3 separate regions of the Sus scrofa genome follow, and regions 2 and 3 are each linked to region 1. Evidence: chromatin contacts called from public promoter capture Hi-C data. All regions are on one chromosome and are shown on one strand. Each heading gives the region's core, a stretch centred on a gene start, on an enhancer-like site or on the middle of the called end of the contact. The rest is flanking DNA. Distances are from core to core; before and after follow the strand shown. Region 1 holds the start of TSC22D2 (TSC22 domain family protein 2). Region 2 has its middle 200 kb from the start of TSC22D2. Region 3 holds the start of SELENOT (selenoprotein T).

Region 1 (3,113 bases), core at 157-2,656:
CAGGGTACTGGCCAGCACCCCAGCCACGCTCCGGGTCGAAAGGGCTCCTCCTCCGTTAGCGGGAGCGGTCGCCGCGGCCGCCAGCTGCCCGTCCAGGAGGAGGTTGGGGGAGACGGTCCCAGGGGTCTCCGCATCCCCAACATTGTTGAGCGTCTCTTCGGAGGAGCTGCGCTCGCAGACTTCCTCGGGCCCGTAATCCGTGGCCCGAGAAACGTCGAATATCTCGGAGGAGACGTCCTCTGTGCGTGACTCGTCCGGGTCGTCCAGGCTCTCAGTGTCCTCAGTGATGCTAGTGGCCACCTGGGCCGTGGTGACACTGGTTATCTGGAAGCAGCTCTTCTTCTTGGCCGGCATCTTGGACATGGTGAGGAAGGCTGGAGAGCAGAGTGGCACGGCGGCTCCTCTGCGATCTTGCCGGAAACCAGGAAGGGCAGAGCACCGGCCCCCAAAGACAAAGTCCGGGTCCGCACCGGGGTCTGAGGCCCGACGCTGTTACGAGTCACGGGCTGATCTGGGCACCGGCTGCTCGGTGAGACATCCTCCTCCCGTTTCCTTCTCGATGTCGGTTTCTCCGGCTCTGCCCGGGTCTCACTCGCGCGGCGGCTCCTCCTTCCTTCTCGCCTCCCGCAGCCGCGGCGCCTCAATTCAATACCCCCAGTAGCGGCGAGAGCGCGTTTCCAGGGGCGGGCCGGCTGCTTCCTCCTCTTGTCTCCGGGCTGCCGTGGTCAGTCCAGCTCGGCGCTCGGCGCGGTCAGCAGGCCTTGGCTGGGGGTGGGAGTGGGAGGGCGAAGGGGAGGAGGCGGCGGCGGCGGCGGCGGCGTGAGGGGCGGTGCTGCCCCGCTCCGGCTCCTAGAGCCAGTGCCGGCGTCAGCTCCGAGCTCTCGGACGCCGAGGGTGGACGGAGAAAGAGTGGCGAGTCCGGAGCCGGGATTCCTGATTCAGCCAGGCGCCGCGGGCGGGCGGCGGAGCTTCGGCGCGGGCGGGCGGCCCTCCCTCCCCGGCTCTAGCCGGAGCTCAACCCCAGGGACATGTCGACCGTCTCTGGCGGAAACCCGCTCCGGGGGAGGAGAAAGCCGGCTCGGTCCTCCCCTTACACAGGGGGAGCCACCCCCGCAGGCGGGCGGCGGCGGCGGTCTCGGCCTCCCCTCGCGGCTCTTGAGAGAGTGAGGGGCGGCGGCCGGCTAGCCGGCGAGCGGCGGCGCTCCAGCTGTGTGAGGTAGCGGCGGTAGCTTCTTAGGCTTCTCCTCGGTGCGCCCAGTTCGCAGGTCCTGGAGAAACTGAAATTCAAACTGCTGAAGCGACGGCTGCAGCTCCCTCCCCTCGGCCAAGATGGGGCTGAAATGGCCGCGCCAAGGATGCTGGGAGTAGCAGCAGCCCCGCTGCTGCCGCCGCTGCTGCCGACTAAAATGCCGCCGCGCCGCAGCCACCGCCAGCGCCGCAGCCGCCGTTCCGTGACGCACCGGCGTCGTGACGTCACCGCCCCGCCTCCTCCGGTTTCCTGCAGTTTCGCGTGGAGGCTGGGGGGGCAATGGGCGGGGCTAAAGGTTAAGAAAGGGGAGCGGTTTTTTATTTAAAAATTTTTTTTATATTTTGCTCTTTCGGTCTTTAAGAGTTGAACAACTAAAAACTCTAAAATTCCAAGCCTAGAGAAACTTCCAGCCGCGCCAATCGAATGTTTTTATATCAGTTTTTTCCAAGACACTGGAAGACTGGAGATCATGTGCTTACTGTGTCTAATGTTTAGCAAAATCTTAGTGAAACAAGGTGATGGGAATGGGGGTTGGGGTATTTAACTAGAATAAAGAGGGAGGCGGCTGGAGGAACCGAATCACCTAAAAAGTCTTTCCTGAAAATAAATGTTATCTATTATAGTCAGAGGAGTGAAATGTTGAGAGAAATGGGGATGATTAACCAAGAATAGCAAGCCAGACTGAGTCAGAAAAAGGATCTTTCAGCCAGAAATTCTGTCTCAGGCAATGGCATCAGAAGATGGTTACTTGCCCAGGCTGAGGTCAGTTTAAAAAAAGATTAGAGGTTACCAACATATTCCTAATTTTCTTGAGTTTGTTGTGATTCCAGCATCGAAGAGTTCATTTAAACATCTTGAGACTGTTTTTACTTTCAGCATGAAATCAGCTTATGGGCTCCATAAATGTAGAACCTACTGCGTTAAATAGTTGTAGTTCTTTCTTTTGTTTATTCTAAAACTCTTAGTAGGAGCCAGAGTGTTAGATGGTTTGGATTGGGCCATGAACAATCAGAAAACGTTAGAAAGCACCCTTTCCTGTCCAGAAGTAGCTATGAAAGTAGTGGAGAATTTATCACCGTTTAGTTCCTTTCTGGTAGAAGAAAATGGTAAGGGCCATTTTTATAAACAGATAAAAAATGGTGAGGAAGGGGACTCTTGAACTTTGGACATACATCATTTAGGTAAAATCTAAGATGTCTTGATGTAAATCAAAATTTCCTCATGATGACTGACATAAATCAGTTAATCATTGTACTCAGTTCTCTAATTTTTGAAGAATAAAAATACTTTTTATCCCTAAGAATGTTCTGATAATTAAAATTTACAGTTTTTTTTAAGGCCCTCAGTTGTAAATAAAATACAGAGATATGTCATTTACCAGTAGAAACCATGCCCTCCAAACCCAAGTGACTGAAGACAGGATGTGAAATAAGACCACATAATAACATCCCTGTTTCTTAAGGGGGTGGGGGGGGAATAAAGGAACAAAGTGTAACATTATGCTGCTATTGTGGCAGAGATAGCTAATAGAATGTTTCATTTTGAAATGTGTAATTTCAGTAATTGCTGGAGACTGTTTTCCATCAATAAGATCAACTGGTTACATCCAATATGAATTTATAAAAACTTAATTTGATTTTGGATTGATTTACCAGATTGTTAAAAGCACCATCATCAATGGGTGATGTTGAGTGTGTGGCATTTGGAAAAATAAATATTGTATGCCTCTTTGGCCCATTATATTACCTTATTACATAAAATTATTGATTACTTCTTTTTTGGGGGAGAGTTGCACCCACGACATACGGAGGTTCCCAGGATAGGGGTCCAATCGGAGCTGTAGCCGCTGGCCTATGCCACAGCC
Region 2 (3,113 bases), core at 237-2,736, 200 kb after region 1:
GAATCTTAATCCTCCACCTTCTGGTTCTAACTAGGCTGGGGGACTATGTGCTTGTGGTCAGCACGGAGTCACCATGGGGGTCTTAGTTTCCGTGGAAGAACTCAAAGATATGCTTCAGCTTGTTAAGTATATACCTTCTGGAAGAAAGGGGTTCTGTAACTCCGTCGTTTTAATCATTAACTGCTTAGGTCTGCTCTTTGGAACTCAGGGAAGGTCAAACAATATGCGGAGGGAATCAGAGGGGATTGTACCTGGGAGGGCCCTGCAGGATCCTGTTTGGCTTCCATATCCCCTTTTCTTTGATACTCCTCAATCCTGAGGGAAATAGGGGTAGAACAAGAAAGGGAAAAAAGTTTTGGAAGGAGAGGTTAATCATAAACTTGGAGGGGAACTCAGTTTTAGGGGGACTCGGTTTCAATAGGGATCTCAACCTGTTAATGATTTCTGCCAAGATTATTAATTATTTAATGACAGACCAAAGAACAGAACCCAGCCTTCCTTATTCCTTGCTCTGTTATCCCAAATGAGCCAGCTTCCTGAAATTTTCTAAGATTTCATCCCATGCATTTTCCTGCTTTGCACTGGGTTTATGGGCTCACGGTTATAGGAACATCAATGTAGTAACTGGGTGCAGGAATAACAAAAACATGATGGGCCCTATCCCGTTCTATCCCCTCCTCACCTGTGGCAGACGTCATTAATGGATGAGAGAATATTCTTCTCTGAGCGCCACCTTAATTCTCATCCTTCCCAACACATTGCTCCAGGCAGCCACTACAAAGAGTTGGCTCTGGAGTTCTCTGGTGGAGCAGTGGGTTAAGGATTTGGTATTGTCACATCTGCGGTACAGGTTCAATTCCTGACCCAGGATTTCTGCATGCCATGGGCACAGCCAAAACAAACAAACAAACAAACAAAAAACAAAGAGTTGGCTCTGAGAATGAACTGACTTGCTCTCCCTGGACACAGATGGAATAATGATGGCTACTTTGTCCTTCCTGTCCTTTCCTTTGTGTCTGGCCTTGGTTCTATACAACTATGGCCCAACATTGTGTTTCTTTTTTCACTCTGTTTGAGAGGACCTATTCTGAAAGTGGGTCCTCAGGCTGGAAGCTACTTTCATTCCCAAACAGGTTCCCAAAACACAAGACCTGTTGATTTTGCATGCTTAGAGACTTCCAAGTGATTGGCTCAAGCTTATACAACTGCGTTCATGGTGTAACAGAATCCAGTTCCGAGCTGGCTGACTCTTCGTCCAGTGCTCTTTTCACCACTCTGCCCATCTGACTCTGGGCTTTATCAGGCAGAACAGGGAAAATGTTCCTGGGACCTGACACGTGTAAACACTCCTCCATCACCCTGGCCACGGCAGCTTGCCAAGACAGGAATGAGGCCAAATTTAGTGGGTCCTTCAGCCCAGTGACCCCGGTGGAAACAATCTCCTGATATAGAACAGAGAGAGCCAGAGAAAAATGTGCTGTCCTACAAAGAACAAAGCCTGGGATGATTCATTCTCCTGATCCTGGTGATTTATCGCTGGATGTGGTCACTCATATGTGGCTGTCAGCAACTTTGCAGGAATTCTAATCTGGATGCTCGTCCTGAACACATAATTCCCCAGTTACTTCCTCATGGTTCCCAAACGTTCAGAAGTTTCCTGGGCATGCTTTCCCGGCTGTGCTCTTGGTATGTAGCCAAACAGTCTGGGGGCTTTTGGGTTACTCTTTGAGATTCTCTGGACCCTAGCTTTCTCATCCTTAAAAATCAGGACTGAATGAGCTGGTCTCAAAGATCCCTCCTGGCCCTAAAATCCTATGACAAGACACATTTAGGAAATCTTTTTAAATAGGAAAAATGTGTGTGTTTGAGTTTCTGCATCTTACAGCTTGGCTGGTTCCCTTTGCACTGATGGGACCTGGAGGGGAGCGTGGGGCAGCGCCTGGCGTGAGGCATAACCTCTGAGGAGGACCTACCAGGCTCCCAGTCCATGATGGTCCATCTCCCATTGCACCATGGAAACTGCGCCTGCTCAGATCATTCACGCTGTATTTGTTGCCAAATTCAATGTTCAAATACCTTATAAAGTGAAAGAAAATTACACAAGCACTGTGGATGTACTCTTACAAAAAATCAACGAAGCAGAATATGTGTGTGTGTGTGTGTATATCTATATCTCTATATATAGATATATAGAGATATAGATATATATATACCAAGTCATACATACATGTGTGAATGTTTACAAATATACCATTTTTAGGGGGACTTGTTCTAGGTATTTTAGTTTTATTTTTACAGAAGTGAGATCAAATGGAACACAGTCCTTTGTAAGATGATTTTTTCACTTAACAATATGTCCTAGAGCTCTTAACCACATCAGCCCACAGGGTCTTTCTTTTTAACTGCTGTGGGAGGGCCCCTATATCATGTTTTAACTACTTTTTGTTAACCACTTCTCCATTGATGGATATTTGTTTTGCTTCTAGGGTGCTGCCATTTCAAAAAAAATACTTCAATAGACTGATATTCTTGTCCACCCATTTGACCATTTCTCTAAGATAGGTATACCTCAAGCGAAACTGTTGAGTTTACAGAAATGCACATTTCAAATTTTGAAGAATTCTACCAAATGATCCTTCAATATGGTCATACCGGTGGGAATACCTCTTTCCCCCTATTCTTATTGATCTTTCATTGCTTTTTCATATTTGCCACTTCTTCGTTACTGGCAAGGTTAAGCACTTTGCATATGTTTTTTGGCCATGTATATTTCTTTCATGAATTGCCCATTTACACCCTTTGTTTATTTTTCATTTAGGTTGCCTTTTTTCCCTATCAATTTGTAGGAGTGTTAAAAATTTTTTCCAAAGCCAACTCAGGTACTCATCACCTAGTTTCAATATTATCAACCCATGGACAATATATTCTTCCATCCCCCAAGCAAGGATTATTTTGAGGCAAATCCCCAACATCATACCATTTCATTTGTTAATATTTTAGTTAGTAAATCTAAAATTATCAAAGCTCTTAAAAATATCCACGTTATCATTATATCTAAAAAGAAAAATAATTGTCTAGTACCATCATATACCCATATATACTGCATTAGCTCT
Region 3 (3,113 bases), core at 371-2,870, 180 kb before region 1:
AAAATGTGGTCTTTTTAAAATTACTTAAATACAAAAATATCACACTTAATCCTTAACAGTATTTTTAGGTTGGTAAGATGACTGCCACTTTCTAATGGAAAAAAAAAATATGCAGAGGAAAAAAATCAAAACGGTCAAGCCATAATTCCCATTTAGTATCATACATGATGATATATGCCAGGCACAGAGTAAACAGTACAGGGAATGAATTTTTTTCATTCAGAAAGAAATTGCAGGGTTTTTAGTTTTCACTCCAAAAATAAACACCATCCTATTTTCTGATTCTCTTCAAACGTTACTTAAATTGATTTAATTTTAAAGATTTGCTTAGACTCCAAAGATTAAGCAAAAAACTAGTTGGGTAAGTAGAAAATCTAAACTTTAGTACCGTTACATTAAAATATGAAGTTTGAAAAAAGATGATTTTAAATGCTTTATGGCCTCTAATCTGACCATCCTATACTGAAATAAAGTCATCTTTTGAGATACAGGTTCTAATTTCCACAATTTTACAATTTTGGTTTTTATTTTTAATCTGAGCCTTTCAAACCTTCTCCAACACCACTTACCTTAGCATGTGCATTACTGCTCTGCTTCCAATACTTAACTAGGTAACAACAAAACCACTTACAGAACACCGTCGAAAACCGCCGGGTTGGGGGTGAAAAGGGTTGTTTCCTCTAATTTTCTGAATGTCCAAGAGATTTGAAAGGTAGAAAGAGATGCCAGAGCAGGGAACTCCCTGGAGGTGCGAGTAAGAGGAATGGGGGAGAAGACCCAGTTGTCTGGGAGCGAGCGGTAGTCAGAAGAGCGAGGTGCTCCTTTGCAAAGACATTTTGGAAACTGCAAACTGAGAACGAGCCTCCCGGACCCATCCATGCCTATTAGCTGTCAGAATCCCTATTCCCTCACCCGACAGTCACCCCGGCAGATCCTGGAGAAAAAGGCGTTTGTCGCTAGCAGGTCCCCCCCAACGACCTGAGTTAACCTTCACCAAACGGGGCAGCGACGCCACCTGGCAAAACCCGCGAAAGGCTAGGAGAAAAGTGAACCAAGTGACAAACGCTGGAAGCTCCTGCGCCGACACTGCGCCGACTCATGCCCACCACCGCAGAAAGCCGGGTAGCCATGGCGTGACGCCGCCGCCCGGTGCTCCAAGCGTCCCCGCGTCTGCGCCTTTCAGCATTTAACCTTCTTGTGTCCTCTTTCCCCACTCCTCCCACTGTATAAAGCAAAAGAGAAGTGAGCGGTTGTGCTTGGAGGCAAGGAGGGCGGCCTGGCCATTTCCGAGAAGAGCTCGGGAGAGGGCAAGCAGCGGAAGGCTGCTGGCGCCGTTCTTCCGGACCAGGGACGGTTAAGTCCTCTGGGCCGTGAAGCAGGGGCCTCGAGTAGTGAAAGGCGCCGGGCAGAGGAACACCGGCGCGGCTGGGGCCCGGCACATATACTCACCATATCTGGAATTTGAGCAGCGGCCCCGTGGCGTACTGCATCTTTAATCTCTTGCCAGGCACGCCTCCCATGTTGGCCGAGGCATCGCTCCGGACCACCGCCGACGCCGCCACCAGGAAAAGTAGCAGAAGCCTCATCATAAACGTGCCAGCCACTCCAGCCGCCCTCACACTAAGACTGCAGCCAGCCCAAGGCCGAGCCGGAGCCGCGAGCTGCTCCCCACCGCGCAGGCGCGATCCGCCAAGGTCGGGTAGGGAAGCAGGAATGCGCCTGCGTGTTCCGGCGCCCGCGCACGCTCTGGGAGGGAGAGCTGACCTGTTTCACGGTCCTGACCCACCATCTTGGATGTTTGCAGAGGCTCTGGGATAGAGTGAGATGATTAGGGAGGGACCTAAACAGCTGGTGGGACGTCAACGTAGCCTATTAATTATACCTCCTGACTACACCTGAGTTCCACATACACTTTCATGTAATTCGGACATTTATCTCCCTTGAGGCACTTAGGGACAGCTGTTTAACAGCTTTGATTCACGTGTGGGAGATACAAGAGAAAGCCTACGCCTTAAGATACATAATGTTTCACTCTTTGGTTGCGTGCTGCAGCCTTTTGTTTAAACTTGCAATATTGCTCTCGCCTAGAAGAATTTTTTTTGAAGACCTTTGGAAATCTTCAAATACAAGAAAATAATTACCTTAACTTGTCAACGACCTTTAACAATTACTGGCATTTGGGTATCTTACTTCTGTATAGCTCTAACCACTTCTCCACCAGAGAAGAAAATATCAGACATATTACCTCATCTATAGATTTTTAAAAGCATGTATCTCTAAAAGATATTCTTTTGGTGGTATTCTTGACCACAATACAATACCACCTTAAAAAAATTATTACTTAGTACCAAAATATTCACTGTTTAAATTTCCTGTCTTAATGTTTATTTTTTTATTGTTCATTTGTTCAAATCGGGACCAAAATTAAGTCTCAAAATTAATAAATGTCAGTCATTCTGGATCATTTAGCCCAGGTATTACAGTTATAAAATACATCAGTTATGAGTTCAAGAAACAGTAAGTTCTCAATAAATGCATATTCCTATAGTTCCTAATAGCCAATAACTTGAATGTAAGCACATGAACAAAAATTGTTTCCTAGGAGTTCCTATTGCAGCTCAGCAGGTTAAGAACCAACTAGTATCCATGAGGAGGCTGATTCAATCCCTGGCCTTGCTTAGTGGGTTAAGGATCTGGCATTGTGGGGAGCTGTGGTGTAGGTCTCAGATCCAGCTTGGATCTGGCTTGCTGTGGCTGCAGCGTAGACTTGCAGCTGCAGCTCTGATTCAACCCCTAGCCTGGGAACCTCCATATGCTGTGAGTGCGGCCCTAAAAAGAAAAAAAAAAAAAGTTTTCTAGTTCCTAGGAGTTCTCTTGTGGCACAGTGAGTTAAGGATTGGTTTTATCCCTGCAGGGGCTTGGGCTACTGGGTTTTATCCTTGGCCTGGGAACTTACATATGCTACAGGCACAGCCAAAAAAAAAGAAAAAAATTGTTTCCTAATTTAAGGATATAAAGTCAAAACACTTCATAATAGGGAGTTCGCATTGTGGCTCAGTGGTTAACGAATCCGACTAGGAACCATGAGGTTGTGGGTTCGATCCCTTGCCTTG

The links. Promoter capture Hi-C pulls out the DNA fragments that hold promoters and counts their contacts.
Region 2: a promoter capture Hi-C map of liver shows a contact between it and region 1, with 11 times the contacts expected there. The contact joins the enhancer-like site here to the promoter of TSC22D2 in region 1. A contact is called at or near these places in 3 of 5 promoter capture datasets (fetal skeletal muscle and liver), 20 of 47 Hi-C or Micro-C datasets (alveolar macrophages, brain, embryonic fibroblasts and 12 more) and 1 of 2 datasets of contacts at active chromatin or transcription factors (skeletal muscle).
Region 3: a promoter capture Hi-C map of fetal liver shows a contact between it and region 1, with 2.7 times the contacts expected there. The contact joins the promoter of SELENOT here to the promoter of TSC22D2 in region 1. A contact is called at or near these places in 1 of 5 promoter capture datasets (fetal liver), 4 of 47 Hi-C or Micro-C datasets (epiblast stem cells, heart right ventricle and liver) and 1 of 2 datasets of contacts at active chromatin or transcription factors (alveolar macrophages).

Annotation. Positions count from the first base shown.
Region 1 is chr13:90,638,788-90,641,900 of Sscrofa11.1, reverse strand. It overlaps TSC22D2 (TSC22 domain family protein 2), which reads right to left and starts at 1,406. Exons shown (of 3, transcript XM_005652407.3): 1 at 1-1,406. The coding sequence starts at 363.
Region 2 is chr13:90,440,929-90,444,041 of Sscrofa11.1, reverse strand. No RefSeq gene overlaps it. Among named protein-coding and RNA genes, the nearest start is that of TSC22D2, 200 kb to the left of the region's middle. Within about 2 kb of position 1,486, at least 23 of the 83 cell types and tissues checked have an H3K27ac peak or open chromatin away from gene starts, as enhancers often do. A contact at or near this core is called in embryonic fibroblasts, fetal liver, liver and 1 more, where this site is marked.
Region 3 is chr13:90,816,916-90,820,028 of Sscrofa11.1, reverse strand. It overlaps SELENOT (selenoprotein T), which reads right to left and starts at 1,620. Exons shown (of 5, transcript NM_001163408.1): 1 at 1,450-1,620. The coding sequence starts at 1,586. It also overlaps the pseudogene LOC102163661.